Linked DNA regions of Mus musculus: regions 1, 2 and 3 are each linked to region 4. A link is a contact called in public HiChIP or PLAC-seq and promoter capture Hi-C data. All regions are on one chromosome and are shown on one strand. The core of a region is the stretch at or near the end of the contact, and the rest is flanking DNA. Distances in the headings are between cores, read along the strand shown. Region 1 holds the start of Fabp1 (fatty acid binding protein 1, liver). Region 2 holds the start of Capg (capping protein (actin filament), gelsolin-like). Region 3 holds the start of Elmod3 (ELMO/CED-12 domain containing 3). Region 4 holds the start of Ptcd3 (pentatricopeptide repeat domain 3).

Region 1 (4,245 bases), core at 1,141-3,640, 710 kb before region 4:
ATGACCTCACCCAAATCAGGTACATATAAATACCACCTGTCAGGGGTGAATGAGGTCTCAGACCGTGTAGATTCCAACATTTGGCTGGATCAGAAGCAGCAAACTGCAGAGGTTCTGGGGAATCTGTGCGATTGAGGTGATAGTGTACACCCCTACTGTAGGCTGGCATAGCTGTTCGTCCTAAGACATCTTCCTGAGCCACTGATGCACTTAACATGAGCTCTTATCAGTTCAAATTCCTCCCCCTCATTCTCACCCACCAGAACTGTAAGGCCTACAGGCGGACACTGCAACCCAGCACGTTTCTGGGTGGAGTGTAGAGCAGCGGCAAGGCAAATGGGCCGGGTATCCAGAGCATTTTGTCATTTTGGCGATTATGATGCAAGTGGGAGGGAACTGGCCAAGAACAGAGAGGACTCCATGCGAGATCTGTCTCTGTGGGCTTAGCACAGGCTGGGGATGGCAGAGCAGGGTTACAGAGAGAAAAGAGAGAAGAGAGAGGTGGGCTCTCAGGGCTGGAGCAACAGTTTCCATCCCTTTCACGCCTATTCCCACTGGCCTCTCAACCAAGCTGCAGGCACACATTCGTACTTCCCCTCAAGTCCCCTTGCCTCAGAGCTCATGTGATTCACTGATTACAGGACCAGCTTGCTGATCTCACTACTCTGTATCTCCTACTACTTCTGCACCACAAGAGCCGTGGCCGCGTTATCTTTTGGAGGTTTCTCTTTGCTGAACCATCACTGATTGAGCTCATTTCATGTGCTCTCCATCAAGACTCCCAAGGAAGGAGCACAATGAGGAAGAATGCAGAGAAGCCAGCCCAGCTGAATGGAGGAGACAGAATGGGGGTAGGCCCACTAGCTGGGAGGAGTTACAGGGAGGCAGACAGCTGGAGGACAGGAAAAGTGTAGAAGAGACACAAATTCAAACATAGAGGAAGAAATACCCCGACACCTTCAGCTGGCCTATGCCTGTGACCTCTAGGGAAAGGTGGGTGATGAGGCTGGGTTTGGCAAGCCTAACAGCCTCACTAGAAGCTTAGACAATGGCAGTCATTTTGCAAGACAAAAATGAAAGCAAAGTGCAAGCTCTATTTTGAGCAGTCATCACAGTCAGGACAGTAGACACAGACCTTCCACGCTATCCGGGGCCTGTCACTGCTAGAGCAATAGGGACCATGGGTTCAAAACTGAGGCATGGCATACCCCAGCCTCAGATTTATAAGTCTATGTAGCCTCGGGGCAGAAAAGACTAGAGGATGGAGGGCCGATGGCTGTGAGTAATGAGGCTGATGCTAAAGTCTAAACAGAAGAGAAATAGGCTGTGAAGTGGCACTTGCTGAGAACTGCCTAGGATGCTGGAATGGGGAGATGAAGATGCTCTGGGTGACAATTCCCCCATGACAAACAAGAACATCAGAGATCTTTGGAAGCATCCTTAGGCCTCTTCCCCAAGGCCACTTCTAGTCAGGCTGAATGCCCGTGTACCATCTTAGTGCCCTGTTCTTAGTTGTGAGGCAGGGATGGGACAAAGTCAGCAGGTAATGCCATCTTTCTTGGCTGGACTTGTCTCTAGCAGATAAAATAATCTAAGTTTTCAGACTGCTGCTTTAGTTAAAGAGCTTACACCTGCTGACAGTAGATGCCTTCAAAGGGGAGGCTTGTCTGGACTAAGGCTTGCCTGGACTGAGACTTGCCTGGATTGAGGCTTGCTTGGAATCATTGAAGAAGAATTCTCAAAATACAAAACAGCTTTAAGGACTGATAAAATGTATGTAAAATTATGTTTGTATAATAATAAAAAATGAGAAATAAACATAAGGTTATATGAAAAAGGTTTTGAGTTCAAAGGTATTTCTCCCCATGTAATGCGCGCGCACACACACACACACACACACACACACACACACACACGTATGTGTGTTTATGTATGTACATATGGATATGTAGTGACATGTATATAAATATATGCATACATACAAGTGTACACATGTACAAACACATACATATGTGCACTTAGGTATATATGCATATGTGCATTGCTGGAGATGTGATTCACATGTTTCTAAATTATTTCTAAATGTATGTATGTTGCACATACATACATTTGTCAACATACATTTCAACCATGCACACTTATTTCATGAGTAGGGTTAAGTCACCATAAAGGCAACATTTACAGAGAGCTTTGCCCTTGGTTGGACTCACTAATGTTTGCTGAATTAGAACAAACCTCTGCCTTGCCCACTCTGATTTTTATCGTTGACCATTGCTCTCAGGAGTTAATGTTTGAGCCTGGCCATAAATAAATCGACAATCACTGACCTATGGCCTATATCTGAGGAGGAAGAATCCCCTTATAAAATAGGCAACAGTGGGTGACCTGGCAGGCAGAGCTGTTGTGGTCAGCTGTGGAAAGGAAGCCTCGTTGCCACCATGAACTTCTCCGGCAAGTACCAATTGCAGAGCCAGGAGAACTTTGAGCCATTCATGAAGGCAATAGGTGAGTGGTGATTATGACAGCAACGAGGGGCTAGCCCTACTATCAACAGATAGTCCAGGTCTGGTGTTGAGGTGGAAGGAGGGGTCCAGGCTATACCGAATTGAGGAGTTCTCCAGTGACTCTCCTGCTCTCTTGTTACTTTTACTGCTCCCCACTGGACAAAGCTACTCCAGGGAAGTGGAAACAACCCTACATTGGAAGATGAACTGGTTCGAAGTGTGTGTCTCATGGCACTTTATTCTAAGACCTTGTTCCTTCACTCACTTTCTAGCAAACATTGATTCAAGGCCAACCATACGCCAACCCCATGCTTGTACATATACCAGAGAGACAGAGTGTGATAGGCTACAATCCTGACCAATGTTCAGAGACAAAGCTACAATCTTGACCAGTTATTTGGAGATAAATGGAATGAAGTGTCTCCTAATATGTATGACTCTATACCAGGCATTGCCATGCAATGCCCACAGTAAATACTCACCATAAAACTGAGCTGTTTTCCCATTTTACAGTTGAGGCGACTGGGGTAGGTGAGGTAGCTGTGATGAGGCTCACAGTTTAGAGAGTGTTTGTGTTGGAGTTAGAAGCAGGTGCTGGGTCCCAGAGACCCTATTTAAACACCCTATGTCTCCCAGGGTACTCAGGTACGGGGGAGACTGTGATGATGAAAGCTGAGCCTGGAACCAGGGAGAGAAGAGTATATAACAGGAAGAAAGAGGCCTGTGGGCAGAGGGGGAAGTGGAACAAAGGGGGTTACCAACATGGAAAAGATGAGGAACAGCAAGAGTGGGGAAAGGACTCTCGGGTCATCCTAGGACTCAGAGCTTCTTTTGCAGACAAGTCAAAGATCATGAATGTGAGGATCCCTTAGTTTTGCAAGGGACCCTCCACTGTCACTGTGAACTCCCCGGTTCTTGTGAACTCCTGTTCATGTAAAAGCACAGATTTGTTCTGAAATCTGAAAAGCCCTATTCTAGGGTAAAGGATTTTTGTACATTACCCCCAAGAGCCTTGACTCCAGAGGCCACAGCAAGTTTGCCAGGCATGGTCCTACTTTGTGCATGGCCTAATTATCTGTAGCTCCCATATCACTTCAAAGGTAATTGGATTTGGAAGCTAAACATTCTGGAGGATGAAGTGTTCCCACTCTAAGAGCCAGGCCACTAAAGAAGGAGGGATCTGTGGGGGGTGGAGGGGAGGATGAGTAAGAAGCAGGGAGCCACAGAGGGAAGGGTCTTTACAACAAATGAATCGCTGGGCTGAGAATGTGGCTCGGTTGGTAGAGTGTTTGCCTAGCATGCATGAAGCCCTGGGTTCAATCCCTTGCACCATATAAGCCAGGTACAATGGCACATGACTGCGATTTTAGCACTAAGGATGTGGAAGCAGGAGGATCAGACACTCAAGGTCATCCTCCACCATAGAGTGAGTTAAGGCTAACCTAGGCTGCAAGAGACCCTGTCTCAAAAAATAATAGTACTAACTGGCAAAGTACTAGCAGACTACCGACTTTCCGCATCAGAAGGCAAAGACCTAACTGCTCACAGGACTACTGTATGGAAATGTGTGGGGTCTCTGTTCTCCCAGTTTTTAACTTTACATGGTCTCTACCAGGTCTGCCCGAGGACCTCATCCAGAAAGGGAAGGACATCAAGGGGGTGTCAGAAATCGTGCATGAAGGGAAGAAAATCAAACTCACCATCACCTATGGACCCAAAGTGGTCCGCAATGAGTTCACCC
Region 2 (4,317 bases), core at 740-3,239, 640 kb after region 4:
AAATGTGAGTGCAGTGCTCTCTGTGGCCAGAAGAGGGAGTCAGACCCTTAGAGTTGGAGTTGCAGGCCATTGTGAGGTGCCAGATGTGGCTTCTGGGCACCAGACTCCAGTCTTCTGGAAGAGCAGCAGTTGTTCTTGACCTCTGAGCTGTATCTACCATTTCAGGGGACATCTTTCAGGAACCATTTTGTCCTTTTATTATAGGTTCTGAGGATCGAACTGTGGCCATCATTGCAGAGCAAGCATTTTTACTCACTGAACCGTCCCAGTGACTGCATTTAATGTTGAGAAAACAGTTAATTCTCTCTCTCATGGTATTTTAGCACACAGAACACATTTATCTAGAAGGCATGGGGGTGTACACTGTAATCCCAGTCCTCAGATGGAGGCAGGAGGATCACACATTTGAGGCTAGCTTGAGTTATGTCTTCAGGCTCAGTCTCAAATGAGCAAGCAAATACCAACTCCCCATATCCACTCTGTGCTCTGTTTTCTCCAGGCTTTCCCCTAGCAGCCTCCGAGATAGGTTAGGCTGGTCTGATGGTTGGATAATTAGCAAGCTTGCTTCGGTGCTACCTGGGCCAGGGCCATGACTCTGAACACTAAACTCTATGGCTTAGTGGACTTATGGATCTGACTGTTGACTAACATTCTTCCAGGATGGGCCTGTCAGGGTCCCTGGACATTGAGTCACCCAACTGTAGCTGCTCCTTAGGTGCAAATATTCCTGAACCTCTCAACCTGTGAGTCATGAATCATTTGGCAAAGTTTTATCTCTAAAGTATTTACATTACGAGTTATAACAGTAGCAAATGACAGTTATGAAGTAGAAGGAAGATAATGTTATGGTTGGGGGGGTCACCACAACATGAGGAACTGTATTGCGGGGTCACACATTAGGGAGGTTGAGAACTGCTGACCTAGGGATTAGGAGGGAATAAGAGCCTCCTTGACTGAGCGTCCTGTTTTCTATGTGACTTCGGGCTGTGCCCCAGGGTAAGGCTTTCCTGGGGCCAGCAAGTTAGATCAGACTGATTCTATATTATGGTCCTGTGACTGTGCGAAGGGAGCGGCTGTTGCTTTGGGTTGAGCTTGAAACCATATGCCCTCTGTCCTGGAACTCAAGAGATCCACCTGCCTCTGCCTCCCGAGTGCTGGGATTAAAGGCAAGAGCCACCATGCCTAGCTAAGGGGCATAGAGAGACTTCATGTTTCAAGACACCTTGTGTGGTGCCTCATTACATGTAAATCACTAGTGTTCAGGAAGCAGAGGCAGGATTCTCATAGCATTGAAGCCAATCTGGGCTACAGATTTAGTTTCATAGCAGCCTGGGTGCCAAAGTGAGACGCTGTCTCAGTAAAACAACCAAACAACAGTTGGTCACGATGGTGCACTTTTGTGATCCCAGCATCCGGGAATCAGAAGGGTCAAGTGTTCAAGACCAGTTTGAGCTGCCTTTAGAGGCTAGCCTGACTACATGAGAGCTTGTCTCGAAAACAAAACACCAAAATGAACACACATACACACACACACACACACACACACAGAGAGAGAATGTGTCAGGGCCTCAAACACTCTCTTGGAACTTTGCTTCAAAAACAGACTGGTTTACAGAGAGATTTCCAGGACAGCCAAGGCTACACAGAGAAACCCCGTCTTGAAAAACCAAAAGGAGAAAGAGGAGAAGGAAGGAGGAAGGAGAGGAAGAGGGAGGAGGGGAAGGGGAATGGAGGAGGAGGAAGAGGAGGAGGGAGAAGGAGTAGGTCATCATCACATGTACTCAGGGCAATGAGACAACTAGTCAGGGGGAGGAGGAAAAAGTAGTGTAGGGCCAGTGACCCAACCCAGGAAAAGTGACTAACCAGCCACAGCAGGGCCTGAGCAGACTCAGGCCTCTGCCGGGGCTAGTGAGTGGAATGGGACTTTCCTTGCTGGTCTGACTCTTTAAATTGTTCAGAATCTGCCTTGCCCGAGGCCGCTGTGATGAGACCTAGTCAGGCTTTAACCTCCCAGTGACCATGTCTGAGAAATAGCAGCCTTCCATCCGCATGGCCCAGCCTTGGAGCTGGCTTTCCTGAGCCCTTAGACTTCTGAGTACTGAGCCTCCCCATGGGTGGGGCAGGTGGGTGGGGCAGCCCAGTGGCGAAGAGGGAAGTTAGAAGCTAGCTATCGAGGGGCAAGCTGAGACGAGTTTGAGAAGAAAAGGCCCGTGGAGAGGTAAAACTGGGAAGGGCTCTGTAGAGAAGGGACTAGGACTCTCATGAGTGGGTAGGTGAGGGCTGGCTGCTAGGGTCCGGGAACAGGTGGGAACGGTGTCCCCAGGCGTAAGTCAGCTCAGGTCATTAGCTGTAGTTTTGCAGCTGCAGAGTCTTGAGTGGGTGTGGGTGGGATGTGTTCTAGCTGCTGGGGAGGAGCTGAAGGGTCTGGGCTCATCCTGGTCTGTAGGAGGTGGTGTCAGACCTGAGAGATCCCCAGAAGCCATCAACCTGTCGGGAGGTGAATTCAGATCTGGTGGTGTCTGTCCCCAAGATAGCACTATCCTGGGCCCAGACAACTGGAAGGAAGGGAACTGAGAAGGAACAAGGTAGGTTCAGCTACTTGAGGGACAGTCAGCCAGCCCCCAGTTAGAGGGTTGGCTGGGGACCAGTGTGGAGAGAGATGAAGGTAGAATCTGGGGGTGTGGGGAGCGGGATCTGCTTTGGCCTGTCCTGGGGGTTCAGAGCCACTGCTGTTCCCACTTCTAAGAGACATTGGCCACAGTCAGAAAGTCCTGGGCTTCTTGAATTGGCCCTCTATTTCCTCCCTAGGGCCGCTATTTCAGCTCACACTAACGGGGCGGATATGGTCTTTGAGGGGAAGTGACCTGTTGTGAGTCAGGGTCCAAGAGGGCAAAAATAGCCCCAGTTTTCCTCAGTACTGGGCCACTGATGCACATTGATAGGATCAAGCATTTTGTTGGAGGTAGGAGTGGACTCCACTTCTAAGCCCCCAGTGTGTCCTTAAAAGGTATTCTAGCCAGAGTTAGCCAGCAGGGCACACATCCTCCCCCCCACTGCTCACGACAGTCAGATGGGCCTCGTTGCCCTCTGGCTTTCTGCTTCAAGGCTGCTCCAGGCCTTGCCTGGATGTCGAGATCCTAAGCAATCCCGTTGGTTTTCATCTAGTCCAGTCATTGGATCTCAGCAAGTTAGGACAATCAGACACTTTTCCGGGCACAGTCAGGTGTGTCCAAAGGTCCATAGGCAAACTCAGCTTCCTGCTCCAAAGGTGCTTTCATGTCTCGGGGAGAAAGCCAGCCCCTAAAACTCATCACATTGTGGCACAATGGGGGAAAACGGAGTCCTCAGCAGAGGTGGCCAGCTGTGATGTAGCTCAGTGGTAGAGCATTTTCCAGCTGTGCCCTGTGGCCCTGGGTCTGGTTCCCGGCATGCTTCCCGTTCCCAGTGAAAGACACAGAGGCTGCCTGTGAGGTGGTGAGTTTCCCACCACCAGAAGCATTCAAGAGGAGGATGGCGAAGTGAGCCACAGAAGAGGGCTCGTTCGTGTGCGCTAAGGACTATCTAAGCACTAAAGCCTCTTCTAATGCCGGTCTGTGATTATGTGACGGTCTGATGGGGAGGAAGTTGGTCTGTGGTTTCTTTGGGTATGATGGCTCCCCACTTCCTGAACCTTCTAGGTAGGCCATAAGGCATGGACTACTCCTCATGCTGAGCCCCCCCCCCCCAACAGATCTTGAAGGAATGGAAGTGAATAATAGACTCTGTCATGAATGCTTGTGATAGGGTAGCAGGTGTGCCTTGCTGTTGTTAGCACAAGAAGGTGGCCAGATGTGCTCTAAACCTGCAAGCAGAGGATGATGTGACAATGGGGCTGGGAAAACTCCCACAGGAGCTAAGCCTACCGAGCGGTCGTTTATCCCACAGACAGCTAGGGTTGACGTGTGCCCACAGGGATGGAGGGGCTGTGACACGTACATTGTGGGAGCTTGAGGAGCGGTAGGAACAGGTCACAGGGCTGAAACGAGGAGACAGGAATGGAAGACCCTTCCCCAGGAAAGCCTGACCAGAGCAGGACCTCGAGCTGACGGGAGGGCAGCCGCAGCCCCTATCAGAACCTGGAGCTTCTCTCAGGCTCTGCTACCCAGCCTCTGTCTATGCAGCCTGGTTTTAGCTCAGCTCAGTGTCCCCCATGCACCCCACTCAATTCCTTGGGAGCTGGAATTGAACTTGGAACTCATGCATGCTAGGCAAGCATTGTGCCCCCGAGATCTGTCCCTCGCCCTCTTTCTACTTTTTGTCTTGAGATTGGCCACATTA
Region 3 (4,123 bases), core at 1,355-3,854, 690 kb after region 4:
AGTGAGCTTTAGAGAGCTGCCCATTCTCCTTCCTAATGTTGGGCTTACAAGTATGTGCTACCACACCCAATTTTTTAAAAAGTGTATTATTTTCATTTGTGTACTCCTCTGTGTGTGTGTGGGTGTGTGTGGGTGTGTGTGGGTGTGTCTGCCATGTATGTGCAGATGTCCATAACACATTGGATTCCCTGGAGCTGGAGTTACACATGGTTGAGAGCTGCCATGTAGGTGCAGAGAGCCAAATTCTGGTCCTCTGCAAGATGTTCTTAAGTGAGCATCTCTCCAGCCCTTCTCTCTCTCCCCCTCTCTCTCTCCCTCTCTATAAGGACTCAGATATACAGAGAAGTTCTTATGGACGTTCTTCAGCCTGGCCTCATCCTTGCTATGTAGCTGAGGCTTGCTTCTACTTCTCAAGGGTGGAGACAAAAGTCCTGTTCTTTCATCTTATGGTGCCTGCCTCAGGAAGAGGGCTGGACAAAGACCCCATCACATCAAAAGTCTGTGTCACGAGGAGACAGCCTTCTCATGAGCGAGCACCTCTAGGTCTTAGGGGGACGGATTGATGTGAGAGAGTCAAAACAAAACACAAGGCCTGGGATACAGATCAGAGGTAAAGCTATTGCTTACCACAAGTGACATCTGGGTTCAGTCCCCACAACTGAAAAAAAAAAAATAAAAACCAGAGATCATCCTCAACATGGTGGTGTATGCCCGCATGAATGTATGCCCAGATTCCTAGAAATCTGGAAGCAGAGGCAGGAGAATCACTGTGTATTTGAGGGCAGCCTGATCTACATAGAGTTCCAGGTCAGTTAAGACTACCTAGCAAGACTCTGTCTCAACAGAAAACAAAGCAAGGGCAGGTGAAATGGCTCAGTGGGTCGAGGTGCTTGCCAGCAAACTTGATGACCTAAGTTCAGTCCCTAGAGGGACCTAGAAGACTGGTAGAAATAAAGAAGCAATTGTCTTCTGACCTCCACACACGCACCATGGCACACACCGCTCTGCTCACCCAGATAAAAACCAAAAAAAAAAAAAAAAAAAAACACACACACACACAAGGGGCTGGGAAGATGACTCAGTGGGCAGGAGGGCTTGCTTCAGGGTAAAAACCTGAGTTTGGCTCCCTAGCACTCTGGTCGATGGAATTAAAAGGATTGCTGGTTGCTGGGCCTAGTTCCACATTCAGTCAGAGAAGCAATTCTACCAACTTCAAAGGTAGAAGGCACAGAGTGACAGAACAGGCAATTTACAGTCCCCCTGATCTTTCTGTTCCTATATGGGCATGCATGCTCACACCCACACACCAGAGAGTCAGTGTGGAAAGGCTGGGACTGTAACCTAGTGGCAGCAAAGGAGGCTCAACCCCTGATATCGAGGGGGAAAATGAGAGTGGATGGTTCTCACACAACTGACAGTCATACTTCACAGACTCAGAGGACTAAGTCAGTGGGGAGGCCCTCCACGGAGCCAGTCCTCCACTAGGGGACTATGATTTACATTCCCCAAGGACTGACTGCCAGTAACAAACAGCTTTTGGGCTCGACGCCTGGCTGCCTGTGATCTAGAGAGGATGGTGGTAACGTCCTCCCTGAAACACCCCAGGAACTAGCTCCCCCCCCCCCTCCCCAGAACCTCAGCATCTACCTCTCTTTTCCTTTCCTTCCATCTCGGCCTAAATGACAGCATAAGATACACACACATCAGATAACCTGGCAGGGTCACAGGTAGGACTGACAAAGTCTCGGGAAGGCTCTCCTGTTACTGTGGGGAAAACGAACCAAGTAGCATAGAAGCATGACCTGCTTTACATACCGGACTGGAGCACCGCTGGGGCCTAAAACAAGGACAAAACACTCAAAGTTACGAAGTCATTCCTCCTGATAGTGGGTACCTGAGGAAATGGGCCTCCTATACAAACAAATCCCTCTTAAGTCAAGTACGTATTTCAGACCTACTTTCCTCAAAGGGCAACATTAAGATGGTAGGATATCTAGACTGTCTGCTGGAGCTTAAACTCTCTGAAAAGCTGATTTAGAAGCTGGTGCGTCCTTAAATGCAAATAAACACACAGGATGATCCTTGACTTAGTCTTTCTTGAGGCTTGTCCTAGGTGGCTTGCACTTTGAGAGCCTGATAGAGTAGTTACGATTAGGGGAATCCACCTAGGGATAACGTCGGTGTGAGGCTGCCAGTCCTGGGCTGACACAGGTTTAGGAGAGCTCCTGTGCAGGTCTCAACAAGGTCTCAACTCAGATACCCAGACAGAGGCTGTGTGGGCACAGAAACTTTGTCACTGCTTGGAAGAGGAGAGGGGAGGAAAGCAATGAACTGCCTCCGAGGTTCCAGCGAATCCAACACGGAAAAGGCACCAGAACCCAGGTCTTCTCTGCCTCCCAGACAGGATCTCTCTCAGACCTGCAACTTTCATCCTTGTTGTGGTCCCGCGGTGACCATTTCCACCAGACATCGTCCTCCTCACCCTCACCTCCCTCACCAGACCCCTTGCTCACCGGACGCGTCCCCAGCGTTCCGGTAAGGGGGGGATCCCACATCCCCCTTTTCGCGCAGCCGTGCAGTGTCGCCTGTCTCGCGCTAGAACTACATTTCCCATTAGGCAATTGAACTCCTGCTCTGCAAAGATCATACGGAGGTCCATAATGGACAATCTTCATCAGTTTTGAGCAGGCGTGAGTCAAAATGCTTCGGCTCCTCCAAGTCTGGTATTACTCCAAGGACGAACTAGAGGGGCGGGGCCTCAGCTATAAAAGCCGAGCTCAGCGGGGAAAGGACGCGGTCTTCCGAGCCCTGGCAGCAACATGTGGATCACTGCTCTGCTGCTGGCCGTGCTGCTGCTGGTGATCCTCCACAGGGTCTACGTGGGCCTTTACGCTGCAAGTTCCCCGAACCCCTTCGCCGAGGATGTCAAGCGACCGCCTGAACCCCTGGTGACCGACAAGGAGGCTAGGAAGAAAGTTCTCAAACAAGGTCAACTGATGGGTTTCAGGCCTGCTCTCGGGCCTTCTGCTCATGTCTCCCCATTAGTAAAGTGCTGGGAAAACTTCTCTTGCACACAGAGGTTCCATAATTTAGTGTTCTTTGCTTCTGAAAGGGTGCAGGCATTACCCTTGGCACGCCAAATTCCAGCCCCGCCAGTTGGAATCTTTTCAGCTCACGGCTTACACAGAATAAGAGACCTTTCCCCTACTTGGGTCTGGAGCCAACTTTTCCCTATACTTCTGTGCATGCTCGGGGGCACAGGGAAGCAGCACTGAAAGTTTTCCTAACAAGCGGGTTGCAGGCAAAATGTAGTCCAGTTCATAGAACTGAAGCTTGATAATAACTTCGGAATTTCAGTACTGGCTAGGGATAAGAACTCCACTCTCCAGTGAACCATCTCTAAAGCACGTGTAGAGTGCTCCCAAGGTTTGTGTTTTTGAGACTGGTCTCACTTTTGTACTGGAGTTGGCTTTGAACTCTCTTCGCAGCCCAGGCTCAAACCCGGAGCAGCCCTCTTCTTCTGTCCCCAGCATGATGAGATAGATTACAAGCATGCACCAGCATGTCTGCCTTTCAACGTTTTACGGAAGTGTTGGAGCTGGGCATAGTGGTGCAACAATTTAATTCCAGTTTGGACTACACAATGAGACCCTGTCTAAATGCACACATCAAACCCCAAAACAACCAAAACCCCCAAATGCAAAACTTTCAAAAAACAAACAAGGATCACCTCTTTGACCTCCAGGAGCCTCTGACTTGTAAATTTTAGCCAAGCCTAGGCTAGCCTTAACTGCACTATTTTTTGGGGACTGACTTTGAACTCCTGATCCTTGTGCCTCTACTTCCTAAGAGGCACCACACCCAGTTATTTTATTATTGTTATTGTTTGTGGATTGGGGGAGAGGCAGGTCTCATACTTGTAGCCCAGGCTAGCTTATAACTTGCTATACAGGACAAGTGTGTCTCAAATTCACAGTGATTCTCCAACCACCATCAGCAAGAGATTACAAATGGTGGGATTACAGATGTGAGCCACCATGGCTTGGATGGAGATTTTTTTTTTATTTTATTTTTTTTAGTTTTTAGTTGTTTGAGACAGTGTTTCTCTCTATAGTTCTAGATG
Region 4 (4,128 bases), core at 1,577-4,076:
GCAAGTTCATTTTCAACCCTCCATTTCCAGGAACTTAAGTAGATTAAAACAAAATAAAACAAAACAACAAAAACAATCAAAACCAACTTGGTGTCACTTGGAACGTGTTTACATGGGTTTCTATGATCCACGTGACTATGCAGATGTAACTAATGCCTTTAAATGTTATAGATAGCACGTTATCTAGACTGTTTCAACCTGCTCTAGAGCTCTTTGGGTACATATGCAAGTATTCCTTCTGCGTGGCTAGCCAGTAAGATGCAGATACTTTCTTAAATTCTGACCCTATTTCTGCCCAAATTATTGTTCAAATTTGTTCTTCCATCAACAAATACTTCTGAGCACACACTTTCACTCTTTGCTAATATGGAAGATTTTAAATTGTGTTTCTTGTATAAATCCTAGGTAGGCTGCTTGCCCTCTTTAAAATGACCTCATAATCTACACTAACCCCCTTCACTGTCTTTATCATGTCATCCTCATGTAAGGAAATCCACAAAAAACTAAAATCTATTCACGTTTTCTATGGCATTGTGAGATGTGGAAGATCACAGCTTTAAAGGACAAATTTGTAGTCTGAAACTCTACCAAGCCTACAAACCAGAGGACCCTACACCATTTCTTTTTATCCACCCTACACCATTTCTTTTTTGGGAGGTGGGGTGGGGGTGGGAAAGGCAGGACTGTACACAATAAAACGTAAGATATATGTAAACAAAGTAAGCTGCAGTCCACACAAAATTTGACATTTTTAAAATATAGTTTTCAAGTTACTTTTTTTCCTTTAGCCTCTCTCCCCCAGCTACACAGAAAAATAAAAGCACTCGTAGCTTATAAACTGAATTTTTAAAGGCCTTGACTTGCTAACCGTTTCTTATTTCCTAACATTTTCCACAGGCCTGTCTGAACTATCACCATAATCAACAATCATATTACATCCTGCCTTCCTGCACTCTTTACCTAATACATCTCACAAGAACTACCAATAGGAAAAAGGGAAATTTTAAATAAGTGGCTGGCTGGCCTGGGACTCGTGACAATCCTCCAACTTCTGCCCTGAGTGCTAGGACTACAGGAGTATGTCACTACAAAACAACACTCAATATATACCTAAATTCTGTCTATCTATACGGGTAAAATTGCATACATATAGGACTATAAGATACAACACAGGCAGGTGACAACTAGATTGTAGCACATTGTAAATACTCTTCCTGTTGCATTTCTTGTCGTTTTTCTGGATATAGAGGTGTGCAAAGGGGCGTACGCTGGAATGCTGTATTCACAGGTAACCCAGTCCCTACTCTTAGCTCCAGTGCTCTCTCATCCCTATTCTTGTTTCTAAAGACAGGGCATTACTGTATGAACTCAGTAGGTACACTAGTCCTACTATGCAGAGATCCCTGTGCCTCTGCCTCCTGAGACTAAAGGAGTATGGTACCATGGTCAGCCACTGTTCCTATTCTTATGCAGGGAAACAAATGAATCTAATCATATTTATACAATGATATCAAATAGCCACTCCAAATGAAACAAAAGTACACCTAATAGTTCACTTATAAATTAAATGTATAGTTTACACATAAAATTATATAACAAGACTTAAAAAATAACAGCTAACATGGTATTTGTCTATGTGCTAGGCACTATTTAAATCCTTATGTTTTATTTACAGTAAATACCCAATCACCTGGTAAGTGAATAGCAAAATACTCACCATGTTTTCTTTTTTGGAATGACTATTTCTTCAATCCCTTATGTAGAAAAAAAAATAAAAATAAACAATTTTCTAACAACACAAAGAAATACAATGTCTTTTCATTTTTAAAAACTTCTATTTCCATAGTTTTAAAAATACCTGTTATATCTGATCCTTCAACCTTTGGGAGGGATTCAGTTCCAGCATAAAATCTGCATTAAAAACAAAACAACAAAAATCCCACTGTTAGCACTGCTCCCTGATGGCCTCAGCTCAGCTCCTACCGCTAGCTCTGCTGACTCAGCTCCACCCGCATGCACACATTCTGAGCCACATTTATAGAGGCATTTAGATGTAGTGTAAACTTGTAACCCAGTTTTATTTATTTTTTTGTATTGGTCCAAAGACATCGTATGAGCTAATTATCCACTCTACAACTGACTTAAAACCACCTCCTATTTCCACCAGGCCACTGCATGAAGGATGTACAAAGAAATTACATAAGTATTTGCAACACCACCAGATGGAAAGAATGGGGTCAGACGTTTTAAGGCTTTCTGCTTTTACTAAAGTCTTAGCTTATTCTTAGCTGAAGGTTCTCATAACGTTCAGTCCATACTGGTAATATTAGCCTGCCCTTTATTTGTGAAAGATCTGTTACTTTGCCCTTTCTTTTTTGCAGGGTTAAAATGAATAAGGGGGGGGGGTGATAAAGAAATTTGTGTAGGGGCTTGTAGCGGCACTCACGGAAATGTAAACTTCACGAGAACAGGGCCCTAGTTTAAAGGGTAATTTTGGCTATACATAGTATTGCAACCAACCAATAAAAATTTTCCGAAAGAATTCCCGAACTCGCAGATCTAAAGATCACTAAATACGACGCTACCTCGTGTTACCCTTGAGAGGGCCGGGCCTCGACCATACAAATGCCTTTGCATCTTACCTACTTTCACGACTCTCAGGGAAATGCAAGACCAAAATGACTCTGGGTCTTCTTACCTGCAACAGACCTTCGGTTCACACACACCCGTCCCCCGAGTGGTCTGCAGCAAGACAAGCCCGCTGCGAAAGGACAGGCGGCGAGCTGCAACCGCCGCCGCCGCCATCTTTGGACTCTTCGCGGAGCACGTCGGGAACGACCTCCGCCTCCAGGGTCGAGGGGCGGGGCTGGCGTGGAACGTCTCATCTCCAAACGGGTGGTCACAAGGTCCTGTTTGGCTAGACTAGCAGCGGAACGCTCAGTACACATCGTTCACCTCGAATAAACTTACTTGAAATGCTGTTCTAAAGTCTCCTGTGTAATTTTGCTTTTAAACTGAAGGAGGGTTTTGAGACAGTTTTCTTCCACTCCTTACCCACCCCGAAAGCAAAAATGAACTCGTCCAAGCCAATTTGCCAAGCCGCGGTTCTCGCACGCAAGCGCAGTGGAAAAACACATGGTGGCTCTGCGCTACAAGACTCAAGTGGCGTTCTCTGCGGCTGACTGGAACTTCTCTCGTAGTGACGGACCTCAAAACTGACTCGGAAGATGCTGGCCTCCAAGCACACACCATGGAGGCGGCTTCAGGGCATTTCCTTCGGAATGTATTCGGCCGAAGAGCTCAAGTAAGGAGTTAGTGGGATGCGTGTAGAACAGGGTTGTGGAAGTTGGAGCTGGGAACTACGATTCCCAGAAGGCTTTGAGCCGAGCCAGTCCGGGGGCGGCGGGGTCGGGGTGGGGGGTGGGGGGCTGGCTGCCTAGTGCTTGCTTGCTGGTAATGGGAAGGAATGCGCTTGCTGCATTTTCATCTGTTCATCTTCCTCATTAATCAACTAGTTTTATGTCATTTATAATCACATTACATCACACGCTTATCAACTTCCTAATTAGTCTCCTCTGGTCCAAGCGATGATGAACTTTTAAATCTTGGATCAAGACCCTGGCTATGAAGTCCTGGGGACTCTTCTCTAATGCTTTTTGATCACGATAGCATACACGCTTCTTAGACTCCCATTAATAACTCAACATGCATTAAAAACTCCCAGCATTGCCGGGCAGTGGTGGCGCACGCCTTTAATCCCAGCACTTGGGAGGCAGAGGCAGGCGAATTTCTGAGTTCGAGGCCAGCCTGGTCTACAGAGTGAGTTCCAGGACAGCCAGGACTACACAGAGAAACCCTGTCTTGAAAAAACAAACAAAACAAAACAAACCCTCCCAGCATTCAGGAGACAGAGGCAGGAGGATCTCTGTGGGTTCGAGGCCAATCTGGTCTTACAGAGTCAGTTCCAGAGCTTCGTGGACACAGAAAACCCGTCTCGAAAAATAAAAAAACAAACAAACAAAAAGGTAGACCACACTGGTAACATCAGCACTACCCCCTCTAGGACACATCTTGCCATTGCAATCTCCATATGTAATCAGTCAGTCTTCATTTCCCTGCCCCTGCCGC

The links. Promoter capture Hi-C pulls out the DNA fragments that hold promoters and counts their contacts. HiChIP or PLAC-seq counts read pairs in DNA pulled down with a chosen protein or histone mark.
Region 1: a promoter capture Hi-C map of liver shows a contact between it and region 4, with 2.1 times the contacts expected there. The contact joins the promoter of Fabp1 here to the promoter of Ptcd3 in region 4.
Region 2: a contact with region 4 is called in an H3K27ac HiChIP or PLAC-seq map of trophoblast stem cells, with 10 read pairs. The contact joins the promoter of Capg here to the promoter of Ptcd3 in region 4. A contact is called at or near these places in 1 of 39 promoter capture datasets (pre-B cells), 1 of 484 Hi-C or Micro-C datasets (muscle stem cells), 2 of 115 datasets of contacts at active chromatin or transcription factors (memory CD8 T cells and trophoblast stem cells) and 1 of 9 other capture datasets (adipose tissue).
Region 3: a promoter capture Hi-C map of liver shows a contact between it and region 4, with 4 times the contacts expected there. The contact joins the promoter of Elmod3 here to the promoter of Ptcd3 in region 4. A contact is called at or near these places in 9 of 39 promoter capture datasets (erythroid cells, frontonasal cranial neural crest, hematopoietic stem and progenitor cells and 5 more), 3 of 484 Hi-C or Micro-C datasets (B cells, CD4 T cells and uterus) and 1 of 9 other capture datasets (liver).

Annotation. Positions count from the first base shown.
Region 1 is chr6:71,197,489-71,201,733 of GRCm38.p6, forward strand. Fabp1 (fatty acid binding protein 1, liver) reads left to right here and starts at 2,391. Exons shown (of 4, transcript NM_017399.5): 1 at 2,391-2,505; 2 at 4,120-4,245. The coding sequence starts at 2,439.
Region 2 is chr6:72,547,284-72,551,600 of GRCm38.p6, forward strand. It overlaps Capg (capping protein (actin filament), gelsolin-like), which reads left to right and starts at 1,990. Exons shown (of 10, transcript NM_001042534.3): 1 at 1,990-2,218.
Region 3 is chr6:72,595,809-72,599,931 of GRCm38.p6, forward strand. It overlaps Elmod3 (ELMO/CED-12 domain containing 3), which reads right to left and starts at 2,605. Exons shown (of 12, transcript NM_001253692.1): 1 at 2,514-2,605. It overlaps Retsat (retinol saturase (all trans retinol 13,14 reductase)), which reads left to right and starts at 2,794. Exons shown (of 11, transcript NM_026159.5): 1 at 2,794-2,988. The coding sequence starts at 2,820.
Region 4 is chr6:71,905,936-71,910,063 of GRCm38.p6, forward strand. Ptcd3 (pentatricopeptide repeat domain 3) reads right to left here and starts at 2,827. Exons shown (of 24, transcript NM_027275.3): 1 at 2,699-2,827; 2 at 1,859-1,911; 3 at 1,718-1,754. The coding sequence starts at 2,805. It overlaps Polr1a (polymerase (RNA) I polypeptide A), which reads left to right and starts at 3,118. Exons shown (of 34, transcript NM_009088.3): 1 at 3,118-3,304. The coding sequence starts at 3,228.